Regions from separate parts of the Pan troglodytes genome. Here region 2 is linked to region 1. The links are chromatin contacts, called in public Hi-C maps. All regions are on one chromosome and are shown on one strand. Each heading gives the region's core, a stretch centred on a gene start, on an enhancer-like site or on the middle of the called end of the contact. The rest is flanking DNA. Distances are from core to core; before and after follow the strand shown. Region 1 overlaps NHSL1 (NHS like 1). Region 2 holds the start of CCDC28A (coiled-coil domain containing 28A).

Region 1 (6,522 bases), core at 1,098-3,597:
ACATGGTCTACTCCCCAAAGCAGCTCTGCTCATTTCATTCTTTTAGGTATTGGCTGGTGACTTAATTTGTAATTTAGATTTTAAACGGTGAGAGTATGCTGAGATCCATTAAACAAGTCACAACTAAACTTGAGTAAAACTATGACCTTTAATTGTAGACATAGAATTAAGAAAGAAGATGGGGTGACCAGCCTGAGCAACATGGTGAAACCATGTCTCTACTACAAATACGAAAATTAGCCGGGCATGGTGGCACACGCCTATAATCCCAGCTACTTGGGATGCTGAAGCAAGAGAATCATTCGAATCTGGGAGGCAGAGGTTGCAGTGATCCAAGATCGCGCCACTGCACTCCAGCCTGGGTGACAGAGTGAGTGAGACTCTGTATCAAAAAGAAAAAAAAAAAAGGAAGAAAGATGGGATTTTATGAAAGCACTGTCATCTCTCAAGAGCAGGTGCCCACTAAAATAATTAAATCTAAATGTACAAATTCTTTGCATATACATACACAACACACACACACGAATATGTATTTTTAATGAAGACAGCTATAAAAAGTGCTTAAACAGTTAACACTGATTTTAAAACTAATTACTTCAATAAATATAAAAACTTCACACCTCAACTGGTGTTCTACATTTTCCATCTGGCTTTAAATCTGAAGCGAATTAATTTGCATTATAAAATTTGGAAGCTGTATTTCAACTTAGATATTCTTTATTTTAAATTATGAGCTTAAGCGCTGAAGGACATAAAAATAAAGCCCTAAAAAAGCACAGACAGTAGATGGATTTTTACTATGTCTGCTAATTTATTCTCAACGCTACAACAGAAATTAGCATATGTCCTCACTCTCTCTCTGCAATCCATTCCTAAGGCCTACTTGGCTTTCACTTCTCTCATACGTGCACTGAATAACACCAACTGACCGATTTCTACATCTGCAGTCAATGTAACGTCCTAGTAAGAGAAACAACACATTTTTCGATGCCTTAAGAAGGTTGCCAAAATATAGAAGAGGCCTTTGGCATATTTTTGGGGAAAAAATACGCAGTAATTTGGACCCACAACAGTTGGGTTTCCTCACTGGAACCAAGTATCTAGTACACAGAACAACCAGGCTACGCAAATCTTCTCTGTGGATGGCTATTATAAATAGACAGATATGCCCGTATATTTAGCAACCCAGTGCATTCCATACTAAATGAAATACTCTGAGTCTTGGAAGAATCTTCTAATGGTTAAATACCAGTTGGTTTCATTTAATTCAGGAAATATTTATTGAGTGCTTCTTATGTGTCTAGCGTGGTTAAGAGTTAGAAACATCTATGGGAACTTCTAGAATCACCACTGAAGTTTCAAAGGATGCATCATTTATCATTTCTCTGTTTTGAGAAATAATTGGACAACCAGCTACCTTTTCACTTCTAATGAGATTGAAGAAACCAGTCCATGTTAAAAGGGGCAGTCTTTAGGATCTATTATACCAACACTAGAGGAGCGACGTAAAGAGCATAATTCTTGACAAGAACATTAATTCACCGGCTTCGTTCCCCCCACACCAAGTTAGATGTTAATGTGTTGCATGAAGAGTTTCAGGTAGGTACAGCACTATGTTTTTCATCTTATGCAACAGTCTTTTCAGGGAGAGTCCAAGAATTGGGAAAGCAGTGCTGACATAAGATCATTCACACACAGAATCAAATGATTCTACAGGATGCTTTGTTTCAGGAGGTTAAAAAAAAAGAAAGGATCTTCATTCAGGGCAAAATAAGGCCTTGGCAGCATAAGGACATTCATTAGAGTTACCTGGAAATACCGTGGTAGAGAAGTCTAGAAGGAAGCAAAAGGTTTATACAGCATTACGGCTTAACGTAGTTGCACATATACAGTCATCAGCTTTTACAATGACACTGTGTGGGAGTACTCAGCTGTTTCCAATCAGAAAAGTGATGCAGTAAGTAAAACTTTAGTGCTAAATCATATTTACTCTTAAAGGTGACCACATATAAAAAGTGTAACAGTTCAGACCATTACTGTGAAAATTTTACCCTTTTTGTTTGTTTTTAAACCCAACGATTTCTGATGCCAGTAGATGGCACTAGTGGTATATTAACAAGCATAAATCATTCTTTTGCTCCCGCTTAAAGGGCCGTACTCTTTTATAGAAACACTTAAGCAGCCAAAGAAATTGCTCTATATAATCGTGGTTTTTCTGTAAAATGAAAAAAATTAGAATAAACTAAAACATCTTTAGGAAGAGAGTCCCATGGAGCTAGTCTGTGCATCCTAAGTCCACAGAACATAGCATTCCTCCTCCTGACTGCACTGTCAGTCACTTTAATCCGACTCTTGCTAATATACTCTGTCTTATGACTGCCACACTGCGCTCCTTGCCAGGAAGAGCAGCGCCTACCAGAACGTATCACATTGAGCCACTGTCCCCAATGTCATAAAAATCAGTGAGACAAAGTAAAACAGAAATTGGAGCCAGAGGAAATAAAACTGTAGAAACCCACTAAAAAATCAACAGTAAAGTTAAGGAGTTATGATTGGGTGACAGAAGAAACCTCAAGGAAGAAAAGTAAATTGAGGTGCTGCTTGGAAAGAAGGAATTACACAGTAGATTAAAGTCAGAGGAAGGAGTTTGAAATACCTGTGAATAGCTGCAAAAAGGTCTTCTGTGGTCCTGGGTCGACTGGGGGTCATTACCTCATCACTCCCGTCTTCCTTGAGGAAGTCACAGGCCTCTGAGGATGAACCGGCTGCGTTGGTCTCCGGCACCCCAGCTACAGAAAGCAGGCAGGCACACAAGACGCACAAGTGACTGGAATTTCAGTCCTCAGCCAAGCTTCTAAATATGCTGCTTCCCTGCCATTCCCGACAATGTGAGAACCACAGGGAGATGCCGTGGGTCTGTAGTTTGATAGTTTACAAAGAAGGGAGGAAATGACACTAGCCTGAGAGCCAGAGCTCATTCTTTGTTAAAGTATGGAACGCCCATGGCATCTCTCTTAAATTTTGTTGCAACATTTCTTTGCGCGGCTCTTCGGAAGGGAGATGTTACCCATTGCTATTTAATACCCAGCCTGCTGCAGATCATCTCCATCCCCCTATTTTCTGCCATGCCTTTAGGTCTAGATTTTAAAAATAATAACAAAATGCAAAGTTGGTAACTTAATCTGTGTTTTAACACAGGAAGCCTACATACTGCTAGCTTTAACAGGAATCTGATCTACCTGGGTTCTTTCCACGTGTGAGCATTCAACAACCCTATCTGGTTCAGCTGCATATGGGCAGAGGGCACAGGAGAGAGAAGCCAGGAAGCCAGACTCACCTGCTCCGTCCTGTTGAGATAGGCAGCTCTCCCCATCGCCCCCAGTATCCGCACTGTTCTCGGCTGGCTCCTCCTGCTTGGGGGCTGGTGAGACATCGGGCTGAACCATGGGGACATTGGCTTCCACTCTGCCGGGAGACATGGATCCTGCAGCTCCTCCCTCAAGAACCGAGGTGCCAGGGTGCGTGGCATGAGAGCCAGCTTGGGCTGCAGAACTCTCTTTTGCCTCCCTGCTGTGCACAGAGCCCTCCTCTCCCGTCGTGGGGCTGGGCACAGCTTGGAGGGCTTTGTTCACGTTCTCTGCGGGCTCCACTGCAAAATCTTTCTGCGGAGGTGGTACCACCAGGAACAGTTTGGGCTTCTTGGAAATGGGGGGTGGCTTCCTGCTGGGTGAAGAGTCTGGGAGTGGGGTGGTGCTGGGGCTGGGCCGAGCCTCTGCCTCCCCAGCGCTTGGAGCTCCAGGGCTGCGGCTCACAGGGCCACCACGCTCAGCCGCACTGCCATGGTCACCCTGACTCGAGCTCTTGGCAGGCGTCAGAAGCGAGCTTGTCACAGAGGCAGGCTGGCTTTCACTCTCCATTTCATTTGTGCTATTTCGGGATTTCAGGAAAGCAGATGGCTTTAAGTGGTACTGTGGAGCAACTGGAGTTCGTTGTTCCTGAGCTGTTCGTTCAGACAACTGTGCCGCCTCAGCGCCTGAGTTCTTTCTCACGGGCCTCAACTGCACCATCTGCAATGCTTCCGTGGTTATCAGGGGCATGGGGGGCCTGCTGGTCTCCTCCTTGGTAGAAGGCGGCCTCAAGGATCCCCGGGAGGATTCTGGCTGGCCAGAATTTGTGAAAGGCGGCCTGGTGTCTTTCATGAATTTGGGGTCAAGAGGTGGGGCAGGTGGGGGTTCCGAGGAAGGTAAGAGAGGTGGGGGCAATGGCAAGGACACAGGTGAATCTGGAAGAATGGGGCTCAGTGCAGGGCGGGGAGGAGAAAGGCACCAATCAGGTGGGGAGCAGAAAGGAATGAGAGCTTCTGGCGGCGGAGGGGGGAACACAGGAGAGTGAGGCAGAGGAGAGCCCTGGGAGCAATCTGTGACAGGAGGTGGGGGAGGAAGGAAAGGAGACCTGTCTGCAGGACAAGGGAATGGAGGAGAGGGAACAGGAGGAGGAGGAGGAGGAGCCGGGGGAGAGCCCACGGCTGGATCCAGCTTCTTCATAGTGCCACTTCCTTCAGTAGAAGTACTAGAAGAAAGAGAAGTGGACGATGAGGAAATGGATACTGAAGATATCAGAGAGGACTTCCTTTCTGGTACCTTGGGCTTGGGCTTCCCCTTCCCGTTTGCTGGTGACATTGATTTTAAAAACACAGGCACAGGGGTGAGTGCTGTGGGTGTATTCGACTGGCTGGAATACCCACTGGATGGAGAAATGACTCTGTGTGACTTCTCTGGTGACGTGATCTTTGGTTTGACTGAACCACCGGGCACTTGGGGCATTGTGGCTCTGGACCCTTCTTGGACATGGCGGACTGGCCCGTTCCCAGTGGGCACCCCACTGCTGGTTGAACAGCCCCCTGCCGGGTTCCCCGGATCTTCCTGCATGCCCGTGTAGTCAATGTAATAACCCCAGGGGTCCGTGTACTCTGACTTGACGCTGCTTGTGTCACTCTGCGATGGCGTGGCCCCGCACAGGGAGTAGACATTGGGGGTGGTGGCGGAAGTCATGCTGCTGCCAGCACTAACTGTGCTCTGGCTCCGGGAGCGGGGCAGCCAGGGCTCTTCCAAGTCACTGCAGGGGCTCTGGGAGGGCGAGCTGCCACTCTTGCCTGGGAGGCTCAGCTGCAGCGAGTGCTGGAGTGTGGCGATCAGGCTCTCGTTGAGCACCTGCCCGTTGCACTGGCTGCTCTTCTTGGGAATCCTGCGGAGGGAGTCTGTCCGGGAGGGTGGCAGGGGAGGCTTCTTTGCTTTCTTCAAAGAGATGTTTCTTGATAGGGATTTATCCTGGTAATTGGACCGGTCCCCTTGGTTCTTCTGAGCTCTTCCAACAAAAACATTGATCACGCTGTGCCTGGGGTTCCCAAAGCCATCACTGCTATTGCACAGATTCCCAGATCCATGTCCAGAGTCAGTGTGCACAGATGCACAGTAGCCATCGTGGTCCTCAGAATACAGTGACCCAGCATCCTCTTTGTTGGACGTTTGGTCCAAACTGCAGCTGCTCATGTTACTTGTGGGAGTGGAATAGCCAGGAGTTGCTAAATGCGGCTTCAGGGGGGATGCCCTTCCATTACCTGAGGATTTGTATTCCCAGGGCTCCGAGCTGCTGTGCCCTCCGCCCCCTGAATAACTAGATTCACTCTTGCCATCCACATCTTGGGGGTGGGCTGGGAAGGCCAGGTTGTTTCTACAATTATACGGCATAGCTTGGGACCCATTCTCCCTATTTGCTGGAGCATTTAGAGAGACGGCTGAGTCACAGAGGGACAACAGTGTGGGTTCACCAGGGGAATGAGGGTCTAAGTCCTGTGAAAGAATGGTGGTATGGCCCTCATTCCAGTGGCAACCGGGAGACTGATGATCACCTTTCACAGCATGCCTGGAGATGAGGTGGTCTCTGGATTTTCTCCTTGCATGTGATGAGCCAGAACTTTTACTTTCCCGCTGTCCCGCACTCTGAGCAGTGGGAATAGCGATGACCTCGGAAGAGGAAGACAGTGTGGCATTTGGGATGATGCTGGTGGAGTAGGTTGCATGAGGAGAAACCACACACGCTGGGCTCATTACATTTTCACTCTCGAAGTGTCTCAGCTCCTGGGATTTGGGTCTCAAAAGTGTTCCAGTCCCTGAGGCACCTCCTAAATGGCCTAAGTTTTCATCTGCTTGTGGGTGACCTCTCTGGTAGAGGAAAGTGCCATTCATGTCTCCTGCAGGGCCGAGGGCACCCAGCCTCGGCTCAAGGGACTGAATGTTTGCCCTTGCTCCAGAACGCGGAAGACTATGGAAGCCAGCATCACTGTCAAGGCGGGAAGGGAATACGATCCCTGCAGAATCGCTCAGCACAGACATGTTGCCAGAGGAACCTGAGAAGTGGCCCATCTGGGCAGCAATGCCTTGCCCCTTCTGTGCCCTGATTCTCCTCATGGAAGGTGGTACGACCTTCACATCCTCCGTCTGACAGCTGGAGTCCCTGGTTTCT
Region 2 (6,522 bases), core at 1,683-4,182, 350 kb after region 1:
CTGCACTTGTGGGTGCGTTTACATGTGTCCATGTGAATCACCTGAGATTATGATATCAAAAATTTATAAGTATAAATTCGGTTATAATTTTCTTCTCAAATGCCTGTTTCTTTTCTTATCCTCATAGCACCCTAAAAAATAACATAACAAAAATTCCATTCCATAAAGGATCAGGGTCAACATCACTGATAACAGCTATAATCGACATCATTGGCCAGCGGTTAATGGCTGGATGAGGGATTCATTATAGTCTTCTGTCTTCCTCAGTATATGTTTGAAATTTTCCATAAGACAAATTTTTTTTTAAATAGAGATTTCTGGGCCCCCAGCAGATTTTTCTCTCAATGGATCTCCACTGCCACTACTAGGAAATTCGCCAGCAGTATTCCTCCTTACCTACCCATGCTATACAATGTATGAGTACTGGGAGGCAGAGGAAGGGTCTTGTTAATCAAAGCTCCCATCCTCTAAATATAATCCTCAGGAAGAAAGTATATGATTGGAGTAATTTACACAAGGTCTGCATTTAACAGTTAATCCAAAGAATGGATGCTTACAGTTTAAAGGAATTAAAGGAAAATCTAGAAAATCTGAAAGATCATTTCTCTCAGGGAGGAACTCTAGATTTTAGATTAAAGAAATCACACTTGAAATTGTACCTCTACAACAACTCTACCTTGCGTCACTCTGTCCCTAGCCCAGTACAATTCACCACACTAACCCTCTGCTTCCTCAAACATGTTAAAGTTCATTTTGCCTAATGGCCTGCATTTTAGCCGTATGTTCTATTCAAGAATGCTTCTTTTCTTCTCCTTCTCCTTCTTATTTATTTTTTTATTTTTTTGAGACAGGGTCTCATTTTGTAACCCAGGCTGGAGCACAGTGACATGATCATGGCTCACTGCAGCCTTGACCTCCTGGGTTCAGGTGATCCTCCCACCTCAGCCACCCAAGCAGCTGGGACTACAGGCCTGCATCACCATGCCCAGCTAATTTTTGTATTTCTTGTAAAGACAGGGTTTTGCTATGTTGCCCAGGCTGGTCTCCAGCTCTTAGGTTCAAGCTATTTGTCTGCCTCAGCCTCCCAAAGTGCGGGATTACAGGCAAAAGCCACCGTGCCTGGCACTCAAGGACTCATTTTCTTCAGATCATTCCATGGCTGGCTCATGCACTTTATTCATATCTCTACCTCAAAGCTGCATTTTCGGGAAGGCCTTCCCTGATACTTCTCCTTCAGTACAAACTACTTTTGACCTTAAGCTGTTATTTCAGGACTCTCATCTGACTAAATGAAACTATTTTATTTGCATACTAATTTATTGTCAGTCTCTTATATCGGGAATATAAGATCTCTGACTATAAAGCTCTTGTACCTTTTGTTGATAGATGCATCCTGACCTCCTATCACAGGGTGTGGCTAAAATAGGGACTTAAAATAAGTATTCAAAACCTGAATACCTATTTCTGAATACCTGAAACATGTACATTTAGAAGGGTACTTTCCTGTGTCCCTACATCATGTTGGAGGTTGTAAACACAAATGCTACAGGGCTCAGATGGGTACTAAAGACAAAGAAAAACTAGATATTACTTGAACTGAGGTAAAGGAGGCAGATGCTTTCCAGCTTGAACCATTGTTGCCAGGCTACAATGCACATCTAACGTAGTCAGATCTTCCCGTTAATTGATGGGATGCCACATTGTTTTTATTCTTTCAATTTTAGCTGTTAGCAACCAATTTGAAAAAAAAAAATTGCATGTGAATCACCAGTTGCAAGCTCTGTTCATACAAATAAGACAATTCGACATTAATTAAAAGGAGAAACTGGGAAAAGATATTGAGCAGACTGTACAGTAGTGTTTGTAATGGTGAAAAATGGGAAACAACCTAAACATCCATCACTATGGGAATTCCCAAATAATTTGTGACAAATCTATTTGATAAAGTCTAGCTATATTTATCAATGTGGATAGCTCTCAAAAACACAGAATTTGGTGAAAAAATCAAGTTGCAGATCAATACACAAAATATAATAGCATTCATGTAAAACTTCAAATGCCCCAAACCATTCTACATATTGTTTATAATACATAGTAATAGTTTAAATATAGAAACCTAGATTGGCAAGATACATATCAAATTCATGATCCTGGTTGCCTCTCTGAGGGTGGTAGTAGAATGGGACTGAGAATAGGGAACACCTTCTTTATCTGTAATGCTCCATTTCTTTCATTCATAAATCTGTTCGTTCTGGATAGTGGGTGCGTTGTTTATTCTGTGCTTTTTTTTTTTTAAACATTTCAATAGTTTTTTTTTGTTTTTTTTTTTTTTAAATGGCGGGTGGCGGAAAAACATCCTATCCTAGAAGCCAAGAGACTGGGGTTGTCTTTGCTCTGCCTTTTCTGGCATGGATACAATCTCTAGATATGGTTTCCCCATTAGCTAATGCGGGGGGTGCTATGTGGTGTTCCTCCAGAGTCCCTTCAATCTAAGGACCTGTGAATCTAAAACCTTCCCACCTCCCACTCCCACACCGGGAAGGCTACCCAGACCAGGCAATGAAACGTGCATTTCTTCCCTCATTTAAGATAGATCTCTTTCTCTCAGCCTGCAATTCCTTCTCCAGAGGCTTTAAGTATAGTGGAAGTAGAACTATCTTTGACGACAGAGAGACACCTGCATCAATTAGCCTTTCTGAGCCTCAAATTCCCCATTTGTAAAACAGAGAGTATAACACCTACCCATAAAATTGTAGAGAGGTTTAGATACACCGTTATGTGTAGGGCCCGAACAGAGTAGCTATTAATAGTGGTAACAGACTCTCAATTAGGGGCTCAACATCATGGTCGCTGAACAGAATCACGGTCGCTGAACAGAATCACACTCTTCACGCCGCCTTGGAGCCAAAGTTAGTTTAGCCGCGAGAAGTCCGGGCAGCCAATCGGAAACAACCAAGGAACAGTTGCATGGCGACACTCTGGTTCCGCCTTCGGGCATGCTCGAACAGCATTCTGGGAATTGTAGTTCGGGGGGGGATCTAACGCTCACCGAGGGGCGGAGTAGCTTCCGGAAAGGGTACTGCATTTCCCGTTTCTACCTCCACTGCACCCGCTTATTGCGTCTTGCTCCTGGGTCACAGAGCCTAAAACGACACACCCAACACGCCCGCCGGAGTTACAGCTAAAGGAAGGACAGGGGAAGCAATGAAATGCCGAGGGCGGAGCCAAGAGCGACACTGGGGGAGCAGGAAAAGGCGAGGCTTCCGCTTGGGGCATGGAGGCTGTGCCTCTTACGTCACTTCCGTAAACAAACGGAGCTGCGGAGGAGCGGGTCCCGGGATGTGACCGGGGCTCTACTTGTGGCTGCGGCGGTGGCTTCTGAGGCTGTCGGGTCTTTGCGGGTTGCGGAAGGGGGCCCCAATACCCTTCTTCTTCAGGTATGTAGTGGAAGCAAAGGAACCTCCGCAACCTGCCCCTTTAGGCCCTTCCCACCACTCTGGTCACTGCTGGGTACTGGGCGGTGAAGGGTCATCGCTTCGGTAGATTGGGGAAGGGGAATGAGGTGATGTCAGGAGGTATGCCCAGTGGTACTGCTTGGAGGCAAGACCTGGCACTTAAAACCACTGTGTGAATAAGTAACTATGAGCAGTTTACTTATTATGCCTTCTCTAAAACATTATTTGCTGTTTGATATACAGGAAGGGTTTCAGTGCTCTTGTGACAGATGTAATTTTCCAAAAACGAGGAAATCGCGAGTGCTGGTTCCGCAGAATATTGTGGTTTAGACCACCACTGGTTTATTTGCATTGCTTTACTTCCTAGGTTTTTTTTTCTTGTACCACCAAGTGTGTATTAGCATCGTTAAATTTCAGGCCAGCGTGTTTATGCGCATCATACATTTTTACAGATCCTTGCCTCTTCAGAGAACTAATCGTCTCTATTCAGTCATCTTTCAAACTCTCATTTAATTTGTGTTGCATGTTGAAACAACACCAGAATTATTGTTCTGTTACAAAAAATGCTTCTTAAAAGAAAAATTGTTTGCCAAGGTTTAAGTGGATTGACACCCAGTGGTATCTGGGATTAGAGACTGGGCATTGGAGCCTTTCCCAGAAAGACTCTTCTTTGGCAGTATTGTAGCTCCAGTTGTAATTGTCTAGCGTCAGCCAATTTAAGCTCAGTGGTTTAAATTCCAGTGCCAGTGGCACTAAGTCCAGGCAAAAGGAAAAAGAAAAATTTATTGAATTCATCAAATAATTATTTTAAGCGACAGCAATGGGTTTGAATCTTTTTGAATGGTCATGGCATGCCTAAATTAAACATAGCATGCCAAAAACGGCCTAATGTTTCTAGAAGGCAATTTACAACCTGATGAGGTAGATAGCCATATAAATTCATCTTATGATATATGAAATAATGAAGTTAAGAAAAATTTAACACTATGCACAAATAAAGTATGGAAGGGTTTTTTTTGTTTTGTTTTGTTTTGTTTTTGAGATGGAGTCTCGCTCTGTCGCAGTGGCACCATCTCGGCTCAGGGCAAGCTCCGCCTCCCGGGTTCACGCCATTGTCCTGCCTCAGCCTCCTGAGTAGCTGGGACTACAGGCGCCGGCCACCACTCCCGGCTAATTTTTTGTATTTTTAGTAGAGACGGGGTTTCACCGTGTTAGCCAGGATGGTCTCGATCTCCTGACCTCGTGATCCGCCCGCCTTGGCCTTCCAAAGTGCTGGGATTACAGGCGTGAGCCCGGCCGGAACGGTATTTTTTAAATAGATGGATGTTAGAAAATAGAGCGGATTAATAGATAAAGTAAGGGGATTGTGTAGGGATAACTAGGAGGCCTTACACCTATTCCCCATGGAAGGGCCGTCTGTAACTTCACATTGTTAACTTTTTTGATATGGGCAAAACTAAATATATATCATAAAATTCACGTTTGTTTGGAAATGGTTAGAGAAAGTATATTCAAAATAGGCAACGAACAAGTTTGATTTTCTAGAACTTCACTTATCACCAAGCTAGAATCATTATTAGCCCTAGCTAGAAACTGAGTTTCTGTTTAGTAGTTGAAGTAAGGCTTCTAGTTGATTTTTAAAATGCTAGTAAAATCCCTATGACAATTATACATCTGTTTGAATCTACTTGGTTCTTCTTAAGCATACATTTTGGAAGAAAGACCTAAAGGCCACCTGAAGCTTGAATCAGGCTGGGAATAGTATGTGGATCATTTGTTTATTGTTTATATATTGTTCCCCTTGTAAAATGTAGGCTTCTTGCAGGCAAACACCTTGTTCAGTGCCGTCTCTCCAGTACCCACAATAGTGTCTGGCTTGTGGAAGAGAATCAGTAAATATTTGTAGGATGAAGAAATAAAGAAAATGGTAAAACAAAACAAAACAAAACAAAAACTGTCTACCAGACAATTTTGCTAGGGGCTTATGGGTACATAGTAGAGTACATTAAACTTAAGAGACCCATTTTCTAACTTTCTCTTATGCCCTCTGGAATTCTTGATCCTCTTTTGACCTGTGAAATGGGTCTTTGAATTTCTTTCATGTTTGCATATTATAGCATACATATATAATTGCTGTATTTCCTTATTTAGGTCTTAAGAAGCTGGCCGTGGTGCAATAAGGAACTTAAAACAATGGAAGAGCGGAAAGTGAAGAGGAGGAGTCCTAAGTCTTTTAGTGCCCACTGTACTCAGGTTGTCAATGCCAAAAAAAATGCCATTCCAGTGAGTAAAAGCACAGGGTTTTCAAATCCTGCATCACAGTCAACTTCACAGCGACCAAAGTTAAAAAGGTGAATTCTTTTATTTTACATGTTCACAGTAAAATGCCATTAAAGTAAATCCTGACTCAACTTCTTCTTAAACACTTTTTTAGTCTTGGCTTGACTTTTAAAACAGTTGAGGCACCCATTATGCGTGATTTAGAAGAAAAATTTGTGAAAGTTACAGTGTGTAGATATTAGAAAATGCAAAATGAATTATTGGTTTGAAGGCCCTTACTTTGTCTCATATTAAAATATACAAAACAAGAAAAGTTTTTGACTGTGTTGATGAGCTAGTCAGAAATGGGAAAAGTGAAAAAGTGAAAGAAAGAAAGCAGGGTTTTTTGTTCTCTTTCTTTCTTTCTCTCTTTTTTCTCTAAGCTGAGTGTTTGTGCCTTGGTAGTTTTCTTAATTTATTTTATTTTACACACATGTATATATATATTTTTAAATATGGGGTCTCGCTGTGTTGCCCAGGCCGGCCTTGAACCTCTGGGCTCAAGGGATCCTCCTGCCTCAGTCTTCTGAGGGGCTGTGACTGTGTGGTGTGCCACCATACCCAGCTTGCAGTTTTTATTTCTAAAAAATAATGATGTCATTGTTTTTGTATAAATAATCTGTGTTTTTTATAAAAATTCAAACACAGGAAAAATTCAAAGAAGAAATTCAAAATGCGAAAATTCTACCACCTAGAAATAATCATTATTAATATTTGGTGAACATCATTTGCATTCAGGATATTTAAA

What was found. A called contact is a pair of places that touch in the nucleus more often than the background predicts.
Region 2: a Hi-C map of stem cell-derived neural progenitor cells shows a contact between it and region 1, with 6 times the contacts expected there. The contact joins the promoter of CCDC28A here to the enhancer-like site in region 1. A contact is called at or near these places in 4 of 7 Hi-C or Micro-C datasets (blood, induced pluripotent stem cells and stem cell-derived neural progenitor cells) and 1 of 1 datasets of contacts at active chromatin or transcription factors (stem cell-derived excitatory neurons).

What each region holds. Positions count from the first base shown.
Region 1 is chr5:150,274,609-150,281,130 of NHGRI_mPanTro3-v2.0_pri, forward strand. It overlaps NHSL1 (NHS like 1), which reads right to left. Exons shown (of 8, transcript XM_009452091.5): 6 at 3,338-6,522; 7 at 2,657-2,789. Among named protein-coding and RNA genes, the nearest start is that of HEBP2, 26 kb to the left of the region's middle. Within about 2 kb of position 2,348, at least 5 of the 24 cell types and tissues checked have an H3K27ac peak or open chromatin away from gene starts, as enhancers often do. A contact at or near this core is called in stem cell-derived neural progenitor cells, where this site is marked.
Region 2 is chr5:150,622,962-150,629,483 of NHGRI_mPanTro3-v2.0_pri, forward strand. It overlaps CCDC28A (coiled-coil domain containing 28A), which reads left to right and starts at 2,933. Exons shown (of 6, transcript XM_001171714.6): 1 at 2,933-3,437; 2 at 5,607-5,806. The coding sequence starts at 3,210. It overlaps LOC104007004 (a long non-coding RNA gene), which reads right to left and starts at 3,049. Exons shown (of 5, transcript XR_008548677.1): 1 at 2,743-3,049.